2 separate regions of the Anas platyrhynchos genome follow, and region 2 is linked to region 1. The links are chromatin contacts, called in public Hi-C maps. All regions are on one chromosome and are shown on one strand. The core of a region is the stretch at or near the end of the contact, and the rest is flanking DNA. Distances in the headings are between cores, read along the strand shown.

Evidence for each region. Hi-C and Micro-C count contacts between places; a contact is called where the count stands out from the background.
Region 2: a Hi-C map of subcutaneous adipose tissue shows a contact between it and region 1, with 2.5 times the contacts expected there. The contact joins the promoter of REX1BD here to the promoter of UPF1 in region 1. A contact is called at or near these places in 3 of 8 Hi-C or Micro-C datasets (liver, skeletal muscle and subcutaneous adipose tissue).

Annotation. Positions count from the first base shown.
Region 1 is chr29:1,621,155-1,623,992 of IASCAAS_PekinDuck_T2T, forward strand. UPF1 (UPF1 RNA helicase and ATPase) reads right to left here and starts at 1,331. Exons shown (of 24, transcript XM_038169253.2): 1 at 700-1,331. The coding sequence starts at 924. It overlaps LOC139999775 (a long non-coding RNA gene), which reads left to right and starts at 1,629. Exons shown (of 4, transcript XR_011805293.1): 1 at 1,629-2,182.
Region 2 is chr29:1,767,576-1,770,776 of IASCAAS_PekinDuck_T2T, forward strand. REX1BD (required for excision 1-B domain containing) reads right to left here and starts at 1,513. Exons shown (of 5, transcript XM_038169189.2): 1 at 1,410-1,513; 2 at 943-1,025. The coding sequence starts at 1,412. It overlaps UBA52 (ubiquitin A-52 residue ribosomal protein fusion product 1), which reads right to left. Exons shown (of 5, transcript XM_072029201.1): 2 at 2,306-2,428; 3 at 2,113-2,199; 4 at 1,912-2,014; 5 at 1,600-1,762. The coding sequence starts at 2,408. The coding sequence ends at 1,669.

The sequences.
Region 1 (2,838 bases), core at 81-2,580:
TGTATGGCCCTAGCTGCCTTTTTTCTTTCGTTTCTAAATTGGTAAACCATAAACACAGCCACCAGAAGACTACGTGAAAAAAAACCACTTTTAAGCGACGAGGAACCGGACCTCTGAGCACGAGTGTGAGGCCGTATCAGCTGTCACTCCCATACAAACCCAAAACAAACCAGCCTAGCAACTATACCGCAGCAAAGGTGGCAACGTAGGAAGGGGAAAAAAAAATAGTAATAATTAATTAATTAATTAAAAGCGCACGGTGGCTGGAGTCGAGAAGAAAGGCGATTTTTAAACGGAGCAGCGCTGAGTCCTCGCAGCATCCAACTTCCAGCAACAGAACGCTGCCTCGGATGGGATTTTAAAGAGGAAAAGAAACCGAAATCGCCAACCCCCCCCCCTCCCCTCCCCTCCCAACCAGGAGCCTTCGGCACCGCACCGGCGGGCGCCGCCCGGCTGTCAGGAGGCCCGGAGCTCCCTCCTCCGCCCCGGAGAGCGGCGCTCGGTGCCAGGCCCGGCCTCCAGGGGCCGCTTCCCCTTCTTCTTCCCCGGCCGGGGGCCGAGCTCCGAGCCCCGGGGGCCGCCCAGGGCTTCCCCTCGGCGGCCCCGCCCGCCCCTTCCGGACCCCCCCCCCCCCCCATCTCCTCCCCGGTACCGGAGCCGCCCCCCCCCCGTTGTGTGTCCCCCCCCCTCGGTACTCACCTGCGCCTCGATGGGGCCTGGCGGGCCTTGGGCCGCTCCGGGGGGGCCTTGGCCTTGTCCCGGCCCTGCCTGACCGGGCCCTGGCGGTGTCTGGGTCTGACTGGGGAGGGTGAAGTCGGTAAACTCGAACTCGGAGCCTTGAGTGTCGGCGCCGAGCAGCTCGGCCTCCTCGGTGTCCAGGAAGGTGAGGGTCTGCGAGCTGGGGCCGTACGCCTCCACGCTCATGGCGGCGGCGAGGAGGAAGAGGAGGAAGAGGAGAAGCGGCGCTTCTTCCCCCTTCCCCCCCTTCTCCCTCCTCTCTCACCTCACCTCAGCCCGGCCTCACCTCACGCAGCCCGGGCCCCGGCGCTACGCCAGCGGCGGGCTCCGCCGCGCGCACCAGGCCGCGCTCGCTCCCGCCGCCCAACGGAAGGCCCCGGGGGCGAACCGAACCCGACGAGGGGACGGAGACGGAGAAGGGGGAACCCTGAGGGGAGCCTTGAGGTGGGGGGAAACGCGGGGAGGAGCCGAGCGGGAGCCCAAAACGGAGCCGAGCGGCCGCTGCCGCCGCCGCCGCGCGCCAAGGCCTGGCCCTGAAGCGGTGACGCGCAGCGCGCGGCCCCGACGCCCCGCCCCGCCCCGTGAGGGGAGGGGAGGGGGGGGGGCAACGGGGACGCGGAGCGCGCGCACCCGGGGAGGGAGGGAGGGGGGCGGGGCTGCAGCCTGAGGGGGCGCGCGGTGCCTGGAGGGAGGGGGGGGAAAGGGGGGGGGAGGGGGGGGTAAGGGGAGGTTGGCGCCAAAGGGAATGGGGGAGGTGAGGGGGGGGGAAGGGGGTGGGGACGGGGTGGTGATTGATGGAGGTGACGGCCAATGGGCCCTCGAGTGGAGGTGGGGGGGCGGGGTGAAGGGGGCGGGGTGGGGGGTGGAGAGCGCTGAGGTGGGGGGAGAAGTCGTGAGGGAGAGGGGAGGGTGACCTGAGGGGCTGGGTGGCGTGAAGGGGTGGATTGATTGTCCTGAGGGAGCTGATCTCCCTGAGGGAGTGGATCGATTGCTCTGAGGGAGCAGATCAATCGCCCTTAAGGAGCACGTCACCCCGAGGGAGTGGATCGATCACCCTGAGGGAGCAGATCACCCTGAGGTGGCAGATCAATCGCCCTGAGGGAGCAGATCAATCACCCTGAGGGAGTGGATCGCCCTGAGGTGGTGAATCGATTGCCCTGAGGTGGCAGTGGATCACCCTGAGGTGGCGGCAGATCTCCCTGAGGGACTGGATCGCTTTGAGGGAGCGGATCGATCGCCCTGAGGTGGCTGCGGATCACCCTGAAGGAGCAGAACACTCTGAGGTGGTGGATTGATCACCCAGAGGTGGCAGATCACCCTGAGGGAGCGGATCAATACCCTGAGGTATTAGATCACCCTGAGGGAGCAGATCAATCACCCTGAGGTGGCAGATTGCCCTGAGGTGGCTGCGTATCACCCTGAGGGAGCGGATCACCCTGAGGTGGTAAATTAATTTCCCTGAGGTGGTTGGCATCTTCTCCACAAAGGGCCCCGGGACGGTTGCAGGGAGGAGAAGAAGGGCTGTGCTGGCTGCCAGCCCTGGCAGAGGCAGCAGCTGCAGGGTGTGAAGCCAGATAGTGCCCCCATGGTGCCACAAGGTTAATGTGAGGGGCCTGGGGTAGGTGTGGGGACAGCCTGGGGCCTTCATTCCCTCCTTCATACCACCTGAAATTGCTGCAGCCTGCCTCATGTCCCCATTTGAAGGGGTGTGTGGTGTCTGCTACCGGAGGCATGGTCTGGGCAAGGCTGCTCTGCAGGGGTGTTAAGAGTTTTGAGACAGACGTGCTGATTAAGAAGGATTTGGTATTATGGTAATGCCTGCTCCAGCTGTAATACCTATTATGCCTGTGATACCTAATATAACTGTGTGATAGTCTGAAGGCTGAATTGGTACGAGATGAATGCAGTGGGGTGGGCCATGGATGCTCTCTGGAAGATGAAGGACTGGGCTGCGCGGAGATGAGTAGTAGTGCATGCTTCAGTCCATAAATAAACAGCAAGTTTGGGATTTGGGTGCCCTCATTTCAACATTATTAGCACAAACCAAAGCTCTTCTAAGGTATCTCCTGGGTGTTGTGAAAAGCATTGATTTGAAAGGTT
Region 2 (3,201 bases), core at 263-2,762, 150 kb after region 1:
GGGGCGGGCGTCCCCTGCCAGCTGGAGCTCGTCAGCAACCCCGGCAGCTTGATCCCATGGGGGTGCAGAAATAGGGAGGGGGGAAGCCAGTCTGATGGGGCTGGGGGATTCCACCCCATTAGGGCTGGGGGAATTTATCCCCATAGGGTTGGGGGCTTCCATCCCATTAGGGCTGGGGGATTTGTCCCATTAGGGCTGGGAGCTTCCATCCCAATAGGGCTGAGGGATTCCATCCCTTTAAGGCTGGGGAATCCATCCCCATAGGGCCAGGGGATTCCATCCCAATAGGGCTGGGGGATCCATCCCATTAGGGCTGGGGATTTCCATTCCATTAGGTCTTGGGGATCCATCCTGATAGGACTTGGGGATTTCATCTCATTAGGGCTGGGGGATTCCATCCTGATAGGACTGAGGGATTTATCCCAATAGGGTTGGGGACTTCTGTCCCATTAGGGCTGGGGGATTTGTCCCATTAGGGCTGGGAGCTTCCATCCCAATAGGGCTGGAGGATTCGTCCTGATAAGGCTGGGGGTTTCCACCCCGTTAGGACTGAGGGATTTATCTCGGTAGGGCTGGGGGATTCTGTCCCATTATGGCTGGGGAATCCATCCCCATAGGGCCAGGGGATTCCATCCTGATAGGGCTGGGGGATTCCATTCCATTATGTCTTGGGGAACCATCCCAATAGGACTGGGGGATTCCATCCTGATAGGACCAAGGGATTTATCCCAATAGGGTTGGGGACTTCTGTCCCGTTAGGGCTGGGAGCTTCCATCCCAATAGGGCAGGGGGATTCCACCCCGTTAGGACTGAGGGATTTATCCCGATAGGGCTGGGGGATTCCATCCCAATAGGGCCGGGGGATTCCATCCCATTAGGGTTCCACCCCATTAGGGCTTCACCACCGCTGCGAGGGCCCCGTTCCCCGTTCCCATTACTCACTCCTCCAGCAGCCGGTACGCCTCCACGCGCTCTCCCTGCAGGGCGTAGAAGCGCTGCAGCAGCGCCCGCACCGCCTCGTCGGTCTGGGGAGGGGGGGGAAGAGAAAGGGGCGGCGGGGACGTGGGGCACCGGCCCGGTGCCCGCTCCCTCCCCGTTAACGACCCCAACGCACGGCTCCGGTACCGCAGCACCGAGGCGCCCCCCCAGGAGCTCCGTGCCCGGTTCCGCTGGGTCAGAACCGAGCGCGATCCCGGTCCGTAAGCGCGCACGGAGCACGGGACCGGGGATCAGCACCGGGACCGGGGATCGGTACCGGGAGTCACCGCAGAGGCACGGCGGAACCCGCCCCCTCTCCCCCCCCAGCCACACGGCCCGGTCCCGGTTACCCCAGGACCCTCCCAACCCCTCGGGGAACCGCTCCCGGTTCCGCTCCCTGTCCCACCCCGTTACGGCCCCGTCCCGCTCACCATGGCCCGGTCCCGGGCCCTGCTCGGCGGCGGTGGCGGAGGGCGCAGGCCCGGTAGGACCGGAGGCGGAGCGCGGCGCAGCGCGGCACCGCCGCCACCTGCAGGCACCGCCCGGCATCACCACCACCCCCCCCCTCCAGCCCCCTTTTCACACAAAACCACGACATTTCGGGGCAAAAAAACAACAGGACAGGGTGCGAACGCTGAGATATTTTATTGGGACGGCGCCGTGGCCGCGCGGGGCCGGGCCCCAAGGGCTCTACTTGACCTTCTTCTTGGGGCGCAGGTTGTTGGTGTGGCCGCACTTCTTCTTGCGGCAGTTGACGGCGCGGGGATGGAGGCGAGCGTAGCACCTGGAAAAGGGAGCAGAGAAACGTCAGCGAGGGGCAGGTGAGAGGAAAAAGGGCTGGAAAAGGGTTTTTAGGGAAAGGGATGAAGCGTGGGGAGAGCCCTGGGTGATGTGGGGGGTTTTAGGGGGGTGTCAGAGGGGTCAGGGCCGTACTTGCGGCAGATCATTTTGTCACAGTTGTACTTCTGGGCGAGCTGCCGCAGGGAGGGCTCGATGATGCCCCCGCGCAGGCGCAGCACCAGGTGCAGGGTGGACTCTGGAAGAGAGACAAACATCAGCGGGCACCGGGGGGGGGGTGCTGGGGACCACCGGGGGGGCCCAAATCCATGTGCGGGGCTCGGCCACCACAGGCACCTTTCTGGATGTTGTAGTCGGCGAGCGTGCGGCCATCCTCCAGCTGCTTGCCCGCGAAGATCAGCCGCTGCTGGTCGGGGGGGATCCCTAAAAAAAAAGGGGGGGGGGGTGAAGGAAGCCGTTAGCACCGGGTAACGGTGGGGGGGGGGGGTGGTGGATAACGGGGGGGGGCCGGGCCGGGTGCCGCCGGTACCTTCCTTGTCCTGGATCTTGGCTTTGACGTTCTCGATCGTGTCGTTGGGCTCCACCTCCAGGGTGATGGTTTTGCCCGTCAGCGTCTTCACGAAGATCTGCATCTTGGCACCGGGGGGGGGGGGTCTAGAAGGAGGGAGGGGGGGGGGGGTTGAGGCCGCGTCACCGCCGCCCGCCCTAGGCCGAGGCCGAGGCCCAGCCCCCGCTCCCGGCCCCGCTCCCCTCAACCCCCGGGCCTCAACCCACGACCCTCACGACCCGCCCCGGGCCCCATCCCACGTCCCTTGGGCACCATCCGCGCCCCTCGGGGCCCGTCCCCGACCCCCGGTGCCCCCCCCGGTGCCGCCCCCCCCCCCCTCAGGCCCCGCAGCCCGCCCGCACCGCGCCTCGCCGCCGACGAGAGAGAGAGAGCGGAACCGGAAGCCGCCCGCTGCTACGTCACAACCGGTCCCCACCCCCCCCACGGTGCGCGCAGGCGCAGTGCGCAGCTGCCTCAGGGCGGCCGCGGGCCCGGTTCTTGGGCCCCGAGCACGGCCCCGGCCCCCCCCCCCGGTCCCTCCCGGTCCCCCCCCCCCGGTCCCCGCTGCCCTCCCGCAGCTCCAGGAGCCCCAGGGGCAGCGGCAGCCCCCCGGGCAGCAGCCCCCAGGGGGGGTCCACGCGGTCCCGGGCACGGCTGGGAGCCAAATGGGGACCACGGCGGGGCCTGAAGTTTTAAAGTTGGTTAAATAAATAAAAATAAGTAAATAAAATAAATAAAAATAAATAAATAACATTTAAATAAATAAGTAAAAGCAGGTCCCAGGGGCAGCCACACTGGGGGATCCTCCTAGGGGGGAGGGCGCTAAACTTTTAAAGTTCATTAAATACATAAAAATAATAATTTAAAATAAAATAGGT